Regions from separate parts of the Mus musculus genome. Here region 2 is linked to region 1. The links are chromatin contacts, called in public Hi-C maps. All regions are on one chromosome and are shown on one strand. The core of a region is the stretch at or near the end of the contact, and the rest is flanking DNA. Distances in the headings are between cores, read along the strand shown. Region 1 overlaps Casc1 (cancer susceptibility candidate 1). Region 2 overlaps Rassf8 (Ras association (RalGDS/AF-6) domain family (N-terminal) member 8).

Region 1 (7,237 bases), core at 1,935-4,434:
GGGTTCTTTTTTATTTTTTAATTTTATTATTATTATTATTATTATTATTATTATTATTATTATTATTATCATTATCATTATTATTTTGCTGTTTCTCCAGCACTGGCTTTCTAAGACTTGGTCTCACTATGTATATCCCTTGCTGACTGGGAGCTCACTCTGTAGACCAGGCTAGCCTAAAACTCACAGCTCTGCCTCCCAAGTGCTGGGATTAAAGGTGTGTACCACCAGGCACAGGTACTTGGTTACCTTAACCCTGTCTACAGGGCCTAGGGAGCGATGAATCAGGACACTCAAACTCCACCTCTGCCCCGAGCCCCTGTGCATGCACCACTGAAAATATCCAGGCTCCTGCCTGTGGTGGCTTCTGTTGATTTTCTAACCGTCAGGATTTTCATAGTGCGTTTTATGTTAGAACAGCTTTGGACTTGGATAGTCCTTTCTCAGCTCGAAGCTGCTTTTGTTGCCCCAGCCTACTGGGATTTCAGGGAACCCCAAAACCTCAGCAGGAGCGCATAAGACAAAGCAGTGCATGGCTTTTATTGGTTCACTTTCTTTAAGTGTGGAAAGAGTTAAGGAATAGACCCTGTGTGAATTTGAAATAAAAATGTGAATTAGACCCTGAACAGCTCGGTGGACAAAGGTGTCTGCAGACCTAAATGTGTCCCCAGGGCGTTTATGGTGGAAAGAGAGGACTGGCTCCTGAAAGCCATCCTGTGACCTCCACACATAGCCATGGCACAAGGCATGTGCACACACTCAGACATGCACCCATACCATCCACACACAAAGCATACATGTAAAGCTGAAAACTTTGTGTCATTTGATATTCTAAGAACATGTTGAAAAAAAACCCTATTTGAAATACACCAGCTGTATCAAAAAATTTAAAGAATCTACAAGTCTAAAGCAATAGAGAAAACGGGTGTGAGGTGACTGTCCACACAGGTAGGTAACTGTACTGTGTGTGATTGTAACAGGAAGGTGTACAGGCCTGCAGGGAAGAGAACTGGACAAGGCTGCTGCAGAGCCAGAAATGACCGATCAGTTTTCTTCTTCAAAAACCTGCCAGTTCTCAGGAGGCAGAGGCAGGCAGGTCTTTGCGAGATCAAGGCCAACCTGGTCTACATAGTGAGACTCTGTCTGAGAAACAAACATAAAAATTCCCTTCAGGAAATAGGATTCTTTTGTTCAGTTTCACTTCAGCTCTGGGAATGGTAGCTTTCTCAGAGATCAGCACCTCCTGGCCATTGCTTGATTCCCAGGGAGAGGAAAGATCGCTTTAACAGTCAGACAGGAGGCAATATGTGGGTGAGTGGGAGGCCATGGGAAGTGGTCCCTGAACCAGCATCATCTCAATGTAAATAAGAATTTAAAATACAATAAAAGGAAATGGGGGTTCACGTCAAGCACCACAGGAGTCGCAGTCAGAACAGAGCAAGTGAACCGTCATCACGGACGTGACTGACAAGAGACTCCGCAGCGTTCCTGGCCTGTCGGGGTGTTGGACGATTCTCCACTCTGCATCAAGTGGCTTGATCATAGTTAATATTTGATGTAAATCTACCAGTGTCTTACATAAGAATTGCATTAACTTAAAAACTGCAAAATGACAGAACTTAGAAACTGTAATTTGAACCATGGGTTGAATTTGCAAACTAAAGCATTCCATCTTGTATCTAGGGATCCGTCAGGGTGGCCTCATGGAGTTGCAGTTTGCCATTCTGTTAATGTAGGTCACTTAGGAAACAGTTTTCATAAAACAGTGTTGGTTTTAGTTGGTGGGGTTGTGCCCATGAGTGCAGTGTCAGGGGCGGCCAGGGAGGGCATAGCAGCCCCTGGGGCTGAAGGCGCAGGTGAGTTTGAGCTGCTTCATTCAGGTTCTGAGAAACAACTCAGGCCCTCTGGAAGGACAGCACGTGCTCTTGCCTGCTCTGAGCAATCCCCGGATCCTGGAAATACTTTACATTAAAAGCGTAAGCCTGTGAATTCATAACAACAGCGGCAGGACCTGTGTGTGTTAGGGTCTCACACCTGTCCCAGCAGGTGTTTGACTTACTCTCTGAACTTGGAAGGACCACGCTTAATCCTGACTTAGTCTTAATGGCCTTAGAGAATGTGGCTAACCACGCCTGTCTGCTTTCTATTACCATTGAATGCTGCCCTGGGTAGATTCCAGTTGGTGTGATGATTGGCGGAGCATCCTGTGGCATACCCAGATAGATCTCAGAACCCCGAAGCAGGCAGTTGCCAGGAGCCTCATACGCTTTCCCAGAGCTTGTGAAGGCAGGCTGGGAGTTGGGATAGGAAACACTTTACACTGAGAATGTGGGGAGATGAGAGAGGGGCCATTTCCAGGAGGCCCCCTCTCAACATATTAGGCATGTGTGCTGTTGCTGTCATACCTCCAGCCTGACAGCACTTGACATGGTAAGGAGGACATGTGCAGGATGTCCACAGAGGCAAAAGTGCCCAGGCAGGATCTGAGTTAGAGCCTTTGATGGGTGGGGTCTTGCTCTCTGTTGCACCCTACCCCCACCCCCACTTGTCCCAATTTTCCGTTAATGGCTCTGAGAGTTTTAGCATAGAGGGGCTGCCACCCTCCTCACCTGTACCTTTAGACTCACCCCTTTCCTCGCCAAACTGGACATTACTTAAAGCCCTCTACCCCCTCACTATGAATCTAAGCACTGTGAGCAGTGACCACAACCAGCCTGGCTGTTTCTGTCTTAAAATGTCAATGTAGTTCAGTACTTTTGGATCCAGCCTCATTCAAACTTTTAGGAAATCCTATGCCAGGATATGACATCATCAGCTTCTAGCCTAGTTCCCAGGACAACGGCTCCTCCTCCTCCTCCTCCTCCTCCTCCTCCTCCTCCTCCTCCTCCTCCTCCTCCTCCTCCTCCTCCTCCTCCTCTTCCTCTCTGAAGCCTCATGCTGTACCCTGTCTGAAAAGCCATACACTCTACTGATTTCTCATTATTGTCTTCTACCAAACTTCCACCCGGACAGCCACTGAGCTCTTGCTTACAGAATTCTAGGGCTCTTGTGGCTTATGGCTCTAGGCTGTTTCCGTATTCGCCCCAAATCAGTTCTAAAACTATGGTCGCGCGACCAGGATGCTCATGGTGACAAAGCTGTGATCACGTGGCTAGGATGCTCGGTGACAGCTATGATCATGCGGCCAGGTTGCTCGCGGTGACAAAGCTATGATCACGTGGCCAGGTTGCTCGCAGTGACATCGCTGCGCCTCAATACTGCGTTTTCTATGTACTTTCATTTTTCACTGATGTGGCAAATAGCAGGCAGAGACAACTTAGGGAAAGAAGGGATTGTATAGGTTCATGGCATGACGGGATGCAGTGTATCACGGGAGCAGCGGGAGCGCGAGGTAGCGATACACGGGGTTTCTGCAGCCAGACAGCAGAGACTGTGAACGTCCATGTTCAGCTCTCTCTCTCTTCTCTTTCTGTTTAGGTTGTGACATCATCTCACAGAATCGCAAGTCCATGTTCAGGGTGGGATCTAGTCAAGTTGAGAGTGAAGAGTAATGTAAATTGAAAATTCTCTGACATTAAATGACAGTGTAGGTTTCTTTTTTCATGAGCTTATTAAGAAGTTGGCCACTAGAGGGCTCTTAATACCGACTCTTAATTGATTTGAATGGCTTTTAAAAATATTGTAAATATTTAAAAAAATATTTAACAATAAAAATATTTAAATGTTTAATATATTTTAAAATACCATAAACATTCTAAGTTGTTTATAGCACAACATGTTTAGAAAGGGCTAATTTGAGTAGGGCATAATTAATGAGAAATTATTCAAAGTAGAACATTTAAAATAGTAGTTTCAAAAATATTTTACTACCCTGAGGAACAAGCAGATAGATGGACATGGGTCTTTGAATTGAAAGTTAAGTTTCGAAGTGTCTCTCTCATTAAGGGACTGAACTGGCCTGGAAATGTAACTCAGCGACAGATGCTTGGCCGGTGTGGATGAGGCCCTGGCTTAAATCCCCAGTCCTTCCAAAAGAAAAACTGAACAAGCATGCATAAGAAAATTCCACATGTACACTCAAGAGCATGCATGCACACATGTGCATGCCTGAATGTGTATACACACATTACATTCACACAGAGGCATACATGCCCAAACATGCTCATACTACACACGCATACACACACACACACACACACACACACACACACACACACACACACACACACACACACACACACACACAGTCTAACTCTCAGGTGAAATCTGCTATAAGAAACTCAGCCTGATGTTGCCTTTCTTTGGTTGTGTCTGTTTGGTCCTAGAGAGTGAACCTAAGACTCCATGTGGCCTCAGGGTTCTACCATTGAATGATCTTGGGGGCTTTGTTTGTTTGCTTTGTTGTTGTTTCTCTGGATTTAGGGGGTTTGACACAGCATCTTATGTAACCCAGCTGGCCTCAAATGGCTGTGTACCTGAGAATGGCCTTGGACTTTTGATCCTCCTGCCTCCACCAGAGTGCTGGGATCACAGACAAAAACCATCACCCTGTTTTATGCAGGGCTGGGGGCTTGAACCCCATCCTCCTGCATGCTAGGCAGGCACTTTGCCAGCTGGGCCACCTCCCAGTCTACTGACTTGTCTCTAATGAGCAGCCTTGTAGAGGGGTGACAGCCTACTATATTCTGGATATACACCAGCATGTGTACTGAAAAGATTGCATAGGGTGATCAAGAGACAAAATACGCACAAATCAAATCAACAGGCCAGAGACTGTCCCTGAAGTGACAGCATTTAGGCTAAGTGCTAAAAAAGCCATTCCTGCTGCTGCTGCCGCTGTTCCTGCTGCTGGTTTTGTTGTCCTTTTGGTTTGGCTTTTTGAGACAGAGCCTCACCCTGGTCTCTAGGCTATTTTACGGACCAATACCCTCCTGTTGCATTTAGAGAATAATTTCTGAGGATGTTGATGCTCACTGCCAGCCATTCTTCTATTGCAGACTTCCGACTCTGAAGGGGAGGATTCCCAAACCACCCAACTTGAACTGGAGATGAAGCTGCTGAGTGAAGCAGTCTTAGCAGGTATTCTGTCCCCACCCTCGGTGTGTAATGGAGGCTTCCTTCACAGAAAAGTAAGGCAAGGCCATTGTAGAGTGAAATATGTTTGAAGCACAAATCCTCCACAGTCCCTCTCAGACAAAAAAAAAAACTGTCAATAATCAATAATCATACTTTTCTACTCAATATTAAGTTATGTACTTAGGGAAAAAATATGTTCCAGACAAATGACGTTCAGCACTGATCCCAGAATGCATTGGTAACCTGCCTCATCAATTAAAGTAGCTTCATAATTCAACCCAAACAAGGGAATATTTATTTATGTCATGTATATGGGCACACTGTCATTGTCTTCAGACACACCAGAAAAGGGCATTGGATGCCCATAACAGATGGTTGTGAGCCACCATGTGGGTGTTGGGATTTGAACTCAGGATCTCTGGAAGAGCAGTCAGTGCTCTTAACTGCTGAACCATCTCTCCAGCCCAGGGAACAATATTTAAATTTCTGTTGCTAGTGAGATCATAACTGATTTCTTCTCTGTACTCACTGTTGCAATGAACACTCACGAGAGCACACACCTGGATGAACACATGCCTGAACCCTTTACTGTCTTGTCCTGGCAGGTGTCACTGGATGCAGCCTGACAAGGTGGACATGATCTCACAAGTCTGGTGTCTGTCTGATGATGTCTGTCCTCTCAACTATCACTGCTCTTCCTTCTCAGTGACCTGTTCTGTGTATTCTAAGCATATTTGCCATGCTTAAATCTTTGTACCCTCTTATTTGGTTGTTTGTATATTCTGAGGCACTGTCTCAAGTAGCCCAGGCTAGACTCAAACTCTATGTAGCTGAAGATGACCTTGAACTTCTGATCTGCCCAGCTCCACCTCCCCAAGTGCAGGTCACAAGCATGTGCCAGGCTTTATGTGGTGCAAGGATCAAACTCAAGGACCTTTGCATTCTAGGCAAGCGCACCACCCTTCCGGCTACATCCCTTCTCCCATCCTTGGAGCATTCCTATAGCTGATACCAGGCAAGAGTTTCTGTTTCTAGATCTAGGATGATAAAGTAGGTTATGGAACTTCTGTCATGAACACCCCAATTCCCTACATGATGAGCCCCAAGTCAGAGATGTCTTCACCCTCTAAATTTAGACACAGTAGTATTTCTGGCTTCTTTTTAGGCCAATAAATTATAAATTAAATACATTTAAAATTAAAGAGTTTAGTTTATTAAACATGCACCAACAAGAGACCAGTAGTTGCCTAACTTGATTTAATTTTTATCTGTCTATCTATCTATCTATCTATCTATCTATCTATCTATCTATCTATCTATCTATCTATCTATCTATTGCTTGTTTCTGTTAACTTTCAGTATCCTATCTCCAGAGGTTGCATTCAGAGAGCCCTGCTGTACCTCTTGCATGGGAGCAGACTGATAGTAAACACCACTACCAATCCCTGTGTCTCACTGCCTGCCTGCTGCCTGCTGCCTGCTGCCTGCTGCCTGCTGCCTGCTGCCTGCTGCCTGCTCTGCACCTACCCTCTCATTCCCCTTCCAAACTCTGTAACACAGTCCAAATCCATTGTGGATTTTATAGTTGAAGAAACTTGGACAGGATATATTAGTCAGCTTTCCTGGGGAGAGGCAGGGTCACATTGTACAGCCTAGCACTCTGTGGAACAAGCAGGTCTCAAGCTTGTAATGACCTTCGGGCCTGTACCCCCTGAGGACTGGGACTAGACGTGTACAGCACACCCGCCAGCCTGCATATCTCGAATTAAGTCTGACCACTGCTCAGGGTAATATTTTTGAGTGTCTGACTTTGTCTTGGAGGTGGAGGTGAGAATGTTCCTTGCCATGGTGACTGTAGGTGCCACTTTTGTCTGTGTGTTTGTCACTAGATTGTATAGTTCCCACAAAAGTCTCAGTCCATCACTTCCCTGAGCTGGGTCTAATTTTGTTGAAATAACCAACTTTCATATTTTACATGGCCCCCAAATCTACTTTTCCTCCATGACCTTCCCACTTATCTTTTGATTTTTTTATTTTTATTTTTTTGGTCTGATAATGTCCAGTTTTAAGGACTTAGTAATTAATCAAACTTTTTGTCTTTTATGGAATATAGTTTTACCAGTAATACATACTTATTGTGTGTAGCCTCCTACAATGCTAG
Region 2 (7,856 bases), core at 3,774-6,273, 630 kb before region 1:
AGTCAGTCAACCCCAGAGGCCCCACCTCTGACTACCTGCACCTGTCTACATGTGAGCCGGGGGGACACTCTTAGGATCCAGAAACACTGTCTCCTATCTCTCACACAGGCCTCACAGTGACTACTCTTGGCTCTTAGATACTGGATTTATACTTCCTGGGGCCTCAGCTTCTCTTGGTAGGTTGTGAAGTTTCTCAGCATCCAAAATCACGCGAAGCAGTTCCTTTTTCTAGGTCTTTGTCCCAGAGAAATCTGTCTGTCCACTTGTCCATCATCTATCTACTGATTGCCCATCTAGTGACTACCTATCGTTTGTTAATACATATATATATATTAATCTATAATATTTATAAATATGTCAATCGTCAATGCTCTATCAGTGATCTATTGACCAGTCATTTGTAATCTATGTCTTCAATTTTCTATCTTATCTGTCATCTTCTAATTAGCTTCTAGCTTATGTCTACCATCTACCATCTATTGTGTATCTTCAATCGTGTCTATTGATCAATCATCTATCCATCTGTTTATCTACTTAGGATCTATATTCTCTCTTCTATTTACCATCTATACTCTTCTTCTGTCTCCATCTATCAATCACATAGCTATTTAGCTTTCATTTATTTTCTGTTCACCATTACGTTGGGTCTGTTTCTTTGTCCATGCTTCATAAATGCATCCTCCAGGGACTGCCCTCCTCCGTAGTGTAGGCTGGCTGCTGTTTGCCTCTGGTGATCAGTCCCTGATTCCATCCTCATTCAGTGCCCTGGTCTGTTACTGAACTCTAGGTCTGGGCAGTTTGCATTTCTGGAGCGCTTTATTCTTTTAGGTGGGTCTGTATTTCCAGGTGGTGTCTCTTCCCATCTGAAGAATTTCTTGTGCTGCCGGTCTCAGGTGACGAATTCTTCTGGTTTTGCTTATTCCACTGTTGTTGAAAATTAACAACAAACCTCACAGTCATCCAGGAGTCAGCTTCAGCTTCAGCTGGGTCTGTGGACCCTGGACCAAGGTCTCATGCAGCCCAATGTGGCTTCAAACTCTTGATCCTTCTCTTAGACCCCTTCATGCTGTGGTTTTAGGTAGGTACTACCATGCCCACGCAGTCTCTCTACTTTTTTTTTTTTTTTTTTTTTTTTTGTTAACACTGGGGATTGACTCCAAGGCCTCATGTATTCCAGCAAAAGTTCTACCACTGAGCTAAAATCCCAGTCTCCCTTTTTTCTTTCTGAAGGTTTCACCAAGTTTCTCAGGGTGTCTCTGAACTCATTCTTAGCTTAGACAGGCCTTCAATGTATAATCCTCCTGCCTCAATTCCCCAAGCTCCACCGATGAATAGCCCTTCACCATCACCAGTAGGTCTTATGCTGTGACCCTGTTTAATAAAGGGAGTTTTTATTTTACCCCTATATGTTCTTGACTACTGGCCATTAGATATGGCTGCCTATGTGTGACTTTCTTACAGAGGGAGCTGTCATACTGTGGAAGTCTCTTTACCACGGAAGCTTTGGTGGGGTTTGCGACAGACATATTGGTCTTTAGGAAGAAATAACAACACTGTTTCTCCACAATCAAAAGATTACGGTAAAAGTGTAATTCCATACCAGACCTACAGGAGTTAGAAATGATGGGACTTTGCAGTGACGTCATTGCTCTCTGCACGTGCATGTATCATATTTCACAGGAGAGGACATCCTGGCAGCAATCTGAGAAGTAAGCTTATTAGCCAAGTGGATACTACAGAAGCCACAGCTTACAGATGACATCAGTTTATCCAGCAACTTAAGGAAGGAAAAGCTTATTTTAGTTTACAGTTGTCAGGGATACAGCTCATCAAAGTGGGAGACCCACATGTAGGGAAGGAGTATGAGGTACTGGTCACGTGGCACCCCAAGCAAGAAGCAAAGAATGGACAGGAAATAGAACCAGGTATAAAACCTAATGGCTCTCTTCTAGCGCTCCACTTCCTACTGTGAAGCTCCACCCCCTAAATCTCTGCAGCCTTCCAAAGCAGTTCCACCAGCCAGGGAACCCCTTACTGAACTACAGGAGCCTAGAGGGGACATTTTACAGTCACAAGATGGCATGGCCAGAGACCATCTTCCTGTGTAGGGCATGTTGATTGGGCAAGTTTTAAGAGAAATCAAGAATGAGGAGGAGAGAACAGGGGGTTTGTGTGTTTTAAAATGTGATCAAAATACTGTCTTTCATGGAAGGTCTGTGTATACAGTAACTGATCTCTGTAAAGATGTAGCAAGTACCATGGAGTCACAGATGGGACCAGAGAGCATGATACTGAAGCAGGAAGCTAAGCTAACTACACACCTTTAAAACAACAATACATATCAGTAGGGATGGGTGCCTTGGGAATATTCAGAATGGGACTCATTTTCAGACCTGGGAGAATCGGAACTAAATGCCTATGCAAAAAGCCCTGGGGAGCAGCTGACCATTCAAGGCTCTGCCAACAGCAGAAGTCATCCTAGAGCCTGGTGGTGTTTGTACCCCAGCTCTATTTGTGTGTGTGTGTGCACGTTTGAGAGCCCTTGTTTATGTACATGTGTTTGTGAACATGCGTGCATAGATAGGTCCTGTGGAGCTCCAGGTCCAATGTTTCTCTCAAGGGAACTAAGTAAAAATAAAAACTTGCAATACAGGTAAAGAAAAAGCAAGAAGGCTACACATTGGATACAGAAAGAGTTTTTGAAGATATGTAAATTAAAATTAGAATACTTACACCCATAGCAGAACTTCTCCCAATATGATTCTTATATATAAATTAAAAAGAAAAGACTTTTAAGTGAAATTTAGAGCATGAAGCCATGTTAGACTTTAGGATGATGGGATCTGTGGATGATCATGCTTTGGACTCAGGGAGTTGGCCTCTGTCAGGTCAGGACAAACCAGGTTCAGCTATTAGTCTTGAGTGAGCAATCAAGACAGGCAGACTAATTGTGAGAAACAGAAAAAGGGAGTGCACTTGATATACCACACTGGGAAGAGGGTTTTAGCAGCCCCAGGGTCTTGATTTCAGGTTAAGTTTTAAATACAGTAGCAGGCTGTGCACACACAGGCAGCTCTGGTCCAGGGGTGGCGCAGCTGCCTCTGACTCTTTGTTCTCCTTTCTGTAAGGTGGTCTACACAACTGTGAATTTTTTCTCAGAAGAAAAGTTTCCCCGCTGGCTGGCCCGGGCTCTAAGGGATTCTTTTCTCCCAGCTTGAGATTTCTGGGGGTGAGAGGAGTTCCGATTTCTTCCACTTCTTCAATAGTCCAGTAGCCAAGCAAGGAGCACAGACATGTCCTTAGACTATCTTCAGCCCTTCCAGGATGGTTACAAGTACAGCTAATCTTCACAGAGCCACAGGATGAAGCATTGGACCCATAAAGACAATCCTGGGGACATTTAGGTTGAAACATAGCCAACAAAGTGTCTTCCTGTAGAGGGCACCAGATGACTAGGCAGTGAAACCTTGCTGCCCTGTAGTGGGAAGTCCTGGGAAGGAGCCTCTGTGAACATACTGGAGACTTGTGGAAGTTGAAGATCCAGGCTGGGGGTGGGGGGTGGGGGAAACGACACACGGACTCAGTCTTTCCCTGCAAGCTCCATGCAGGCAAGTCCCAGCTCTTCGTATATGCAATCTCTGTGAGACAGCAGTCAGGAGCTTCCTGACAGGGTTGACAGAGGCTGAGGAGAGAGGCTATCAGGCATGCACATAGTTGTGGCAAACAGCAAACATGGAGAGTCACCACAGGCTAAACTACCGTCTGGCAGTTTGCATTGGTGCTCTTAGGAGGCAGAGAAGATGACCTTAGACTTTTATTTGGACAAGAGTATTTAATCTTACTTTTCATTAGATTGTGTTTCCCATGTATCTGTGCCAAAGATGGAAGTCCAACTTAGGAATGGGAGTGAATTCTGAAGTGAGTCTATTGAGAAATAAAAACTCACCCACCTCCAACTTGAGTGTCTGTGTCTAACATTCATGTCAGATATGCAAGCAGGAAAAGGCAGAGATCAGATCTTTGAATATGCTGATTCCTGACCCTGGCTGTGAGGCAAGGCCACAGGGTCATAGGCCAAGCAGGACCTTCTGTGGATAGGCAGATTGCTTGCACCAATGAGATGACAAAGCGTCAGAGTGGGAGGGGTGTGGGTGAGAAGGGGCCAGGCCTCAGTCCGCTGCTGGCAGGCCTCTCCTTACATCCCCACCACTGTGCTGTTGCCAGGAGACTGAAGAAGGGGCCAGGCCACATGGAGTGCAGTGCGGAATGTGTGAGAATGTGCAACCTGTGGTCTCATGAGTCCACGTGATCTGACATGGGCGAGGACTCACTTTCTCTTTTGCAGAGGACAGGACGCACCCACAGATCTGTCTTTTAATACAACTTATCTCTCTCCAAGGCACATATATGTACCCGTGCCCAAAACAGGGACGAGAAAAGCAACATGAAGCCCTCCCTGTTCACCTGGCAACTTAAAACCACCTGTAACTCCAGTTCCAGGGGATCTAACACATGTTCCTCTCTAGCCTCTGTTGGCATCAGGCACACACATGGTGTATATACATACATGCAGGCACAAAATTCATACACATAAAATTAAATATATATCAAATATACATTATATAAAATACACAAATATATATTATATAAATAAAAATATATAATCTATAAAAATAAATATATAAATATATTTTAAAAGGCTGTCTTATTTCACTTAGTAACAAGTGCCCTTACGTGCAACCTTGCCACCCTAAAATATTCTCAAGAAGATGCTACAGTATTCCACAGCCCACTCACATCAGAGAGGTTCCCATGAGTGCTTGCTCAGGAAGCTGCTCCATTGAGCTCTCTTATCCTGTTGAGTCCTTATTTCCTGGTAGCTGTTGGCGTCCTGTGTGGACTTTTTAATGCCTAAGCCCCCACAGCTGCCTGCCCCCTCAGCCCCTCACCTTTGGCTGTCTCTTCTGCGCTTCTAACATGGTACCTTACCACATGACTCCTCAGTGACTCAATCAGGAAATTGCTTATGCAGCTTTTCACAGTGGGGAGGTCAGTGGTTCTATGGCCGTGTGCAGCAGCTGACTGCATGAATCCAGCGGACCAGGAAGCAAGAAGCCAGTCGGAAGTGGGCTGCACTATATACCCTCCTGGCCCATCTCCCTCTGGCCCACTTCTCCCAGCTAGGCCCCTGTCCCTAAGGTTCTATCACTTTCTAAAACAGGACCAAATGTCCAAACAGGAGAACCTGTGGGTCCATTCCCCAGCTCCTTACAGGGCAACCAAGGCTTTCATAACCATGACAACCAAGGCCTTCATAACCATGATGTCTGCCCACTCTCTGTTCCCTCCTGCTTATACTATCTAATCACAGCTATTCAGTCCTTCATAGTTCTAGCTCCTAGACAGTGCCAGATGCCATTCTGATTCCTATCTCCTGCTCCAGGGTCCTGATGCTTGGGCTGATGGGGAAGCCCTTCTGGCCACCGTCCCATGACACTGGAACCCTTGCTCATTTAACTGAGCTTAACATGTGGTAGTGAGGTTCACCTTCCTCATGAGAGGGTAAAATCCTTGAAGTGGGGGACCCATGTCAAGTTCAGCCCAGTATGGCCATAAGTAGGGCTTACTACATACATACCCCACTGGCATCTCCTATGTCACCCCACATGAAGAATGTAAGTGGCCAGGGAGGAACTATGTAAAAGAGGACACTGTTTTGTTCAGCCATTAACACATGCTTTAGCGAGGGCAGGGTGGATCATTAAAAGTCTAAAGCTTCCAACTAGGAGTCAGAACTGAGTAAGTCTCCTCATTTCCTCTTTACGTTTATAGCATGATGTTACTCATGTGTATTTTCTTAACCTAGCCTTAGCTCTACTTAAAAACACTCCTGCAAACATGGATCCACTTGCACATCAGAGGTGGCAAGATGCAGATGCTGTCTTCTGCAAGCCCCAGCACATTTGCACATCATGTTCGGAGGCCAGAGGTCAACTGTAGGTACTGGTCTCAATGGCCCTCCATCCCCACTGAACTTGTTTCGGCTCGGCCGGCCGGTCAATGAGCCCAAGCCGTCCACGTGTCTTTGATTCGCCAGTATTGATGCTAGTGGTGTGACATGTTACACAGGGATGCTGAGGACATGGACCCAGGACTGGTGCTTGTGTGCCAAGTTCTTACTCACCTGCTGAGCACCCCCGGCCTAGCTGTACCTCTGTGTAAGAGACCATTCTGAGGGTTAACAGTATGTTCAGAGAAAGGTCTTTTGTTTTTTTTTTTTTTTTTTTTTTAATCACTGATACATAGACCTACTTTCTTTGGCATCTTTCAAAGGAAACAATATTATATCTTTAAGTATTAAGTATATAAGAAAGCAAGCAACAATTGTATTGCTCCAATGAATCTTGAAAATTTATTATTTGGGAGAATATCAGATATTGATCTTTTTGCTTTATAGCTCATGATAATAATCAGAAAATATACATTTTGAAATAAAGTCAAAAGAAAATAATTACATATAGTACATATTACAGATTTCTTATTTATACATCAGCAAAGCAGTACTAAAAGCATATTTATGGCCCACAATCAGCAAATGTGGACATTTTCTGTCTAAAGCTGCAGCAGCTCAAATCCTTCTAGGTCAGTGAAGGGACAGAGAAATACACTGAAGGGCTATCACCCACCATGTCTGGCTGTAAACCTGTATTTCCACTTTTCCCCTCTCCCACACATATGCATATATTTATTGCCATTAGAGTTCCACTGGTTTAACACCACACCATATAGCCATCTGCGGTCATTTGGTTTCTATAAATACATATAAAATGAGCGGGAAGGCGCTCCCGCGGCTTGCACGCACGCAGCCACTGCCCTGGCATGGAAGGTGCACTGGGAAACGTGGAGCAGCAATACTGAGTAACTACTGATGGCCGTGAGCTGACACGGCCAGCAGGCTTCTCCCAGAACTTAAAAATACCACAGCAGACATACGAACACACAACTTTAAAACACTGGCGTGATACAAAAGGAATACTCACGAGCTAGCCTCGCCACAGTATCTACCGATCAAGACAGGCTTGTGTTTGGGAAGCACACAGAGCATCGTTTAATATACATTAAGGCCTAACCTGTCAAAGGCAATGTCCAATGCTAACTGCCCATCTTCCTGTGCCCGCCTGCCATCAGGCCTTTGTCTTTTTCACATGATTTCCTCAATCTATCAAGGTCCTTACTTGCAAAGATGTTCCCAGATGTTGCTCTAGGTGAAGACTTCTTGTCTCTGCAGACCTTTTTGCACTTACAAGCAGCTGTGTTGCCGCAGGACTGGGCTGTCTTAGCTGTGGAGGAGTGCTGATCTGTCGGTCCGTGCTGCCACACTCCACAGCGAGTACCATGAGCTGCATCTTCACTGTGCAGGCTCTGCTGGGCGGAGCTATGCCCAACTGCCCCCTGATAGTTATGTCAATCTGCACAGTCAGAGGGCAACTTCTATCAATACCAACTGAAGCCTCACATATAAAATTCCCTGTTCACGGAGACAAAAAAGGAACACTAACAGCCAAAATGTAAAGGAAATGAAAAAAAATAAACACACAAAGTGAGGTAACCCACTGTGGGTGATTCTCTGAGAAAGAGGATACTCTATAGGTCAAATAGACCAATGATACTCAAATTATTCATTGGTAAGAAAAAAACTTGTAATATATTTAATACCTGTAGAAAAACCACATAATGTAACCTGTAGTACTAATTAAAAAGACACAAAAATTTGTGATCTAATTTATTATTTAGAACCTGTATACTTCTCCATATGCAAAATTTTGCATTTGGTAGTTTTTTAATACCATTGGCTG

What was found. A called contact is a pair of places that touch in the nucleus more often than the background predicts.
Region 2: a contact with region 1 is called in a Hi-C map of bone marrow-derived macrophages, with 5 times the contacts expected there. The contact joins two enhancer-like sites. A contact is called at or near these places in 5 of 39 promoter capture datasets (the 3T3-L1 cell line, the HPC-7 cell line, hippocampal neurons and 2 more), 4 of 484 Hi-C or Micro-C datasets (B cells, the G1E-ER4 cell line, bone marrow-derived macrophages and 1 more) and 1 of 9 other capture datasets (embryonic stem cells).

Annotation. Positions count from the first base shown.
Region 1 is chr6:145,183,653-145,190,889 of GRCm38.p6, reverse strand. Casc1 (cancer susceptibility candidate 1) reads left to right here. Exons shown (of 16, transcript NM_177222.4): 10 at 4,998-5,079. Gm15543 (predicted gene 15543) reads right to left here. Exons shown (of 2, transcript NR_157240.1): 2 at 3,260-3,525. Among named protein-coding and RNA genes, the nearest start is that of Gm15543, 5.0 kb to the right of the region's middle. Within about 2 kb of position 3,184, at least 129 of the 459 cell types and tissues checked have an H3K27ac peak or open chromatin away from gene starts, as enhancers often do. A contact at or near this core is called in bone marrow-derived macrophages, where this site is marked.
Region 2 is chr6:145,819,613-145,827,468 of GRCm38.p6, reverse strand. It overlaps Rassf8 (Ras association (RalGDS/AF-6) domain family (N-terminal) member 8), which reads right to left. Exons shown (of 5, transcript NM_027760.3): 5 at 6,390-7,856. Among named protein-coding and RNA genes, the nearest start is that of Gm38927, 19 kb to the left of the region's middle. Within about 2 kb of position 5,023, at least 34 of the 459 cell types and tissues checked have an H3K27ac peak or open chromatin away from gene starts, as enhancers often do. A contact at or near this core is called in bone marrow-derived macrophages, where this site is marked.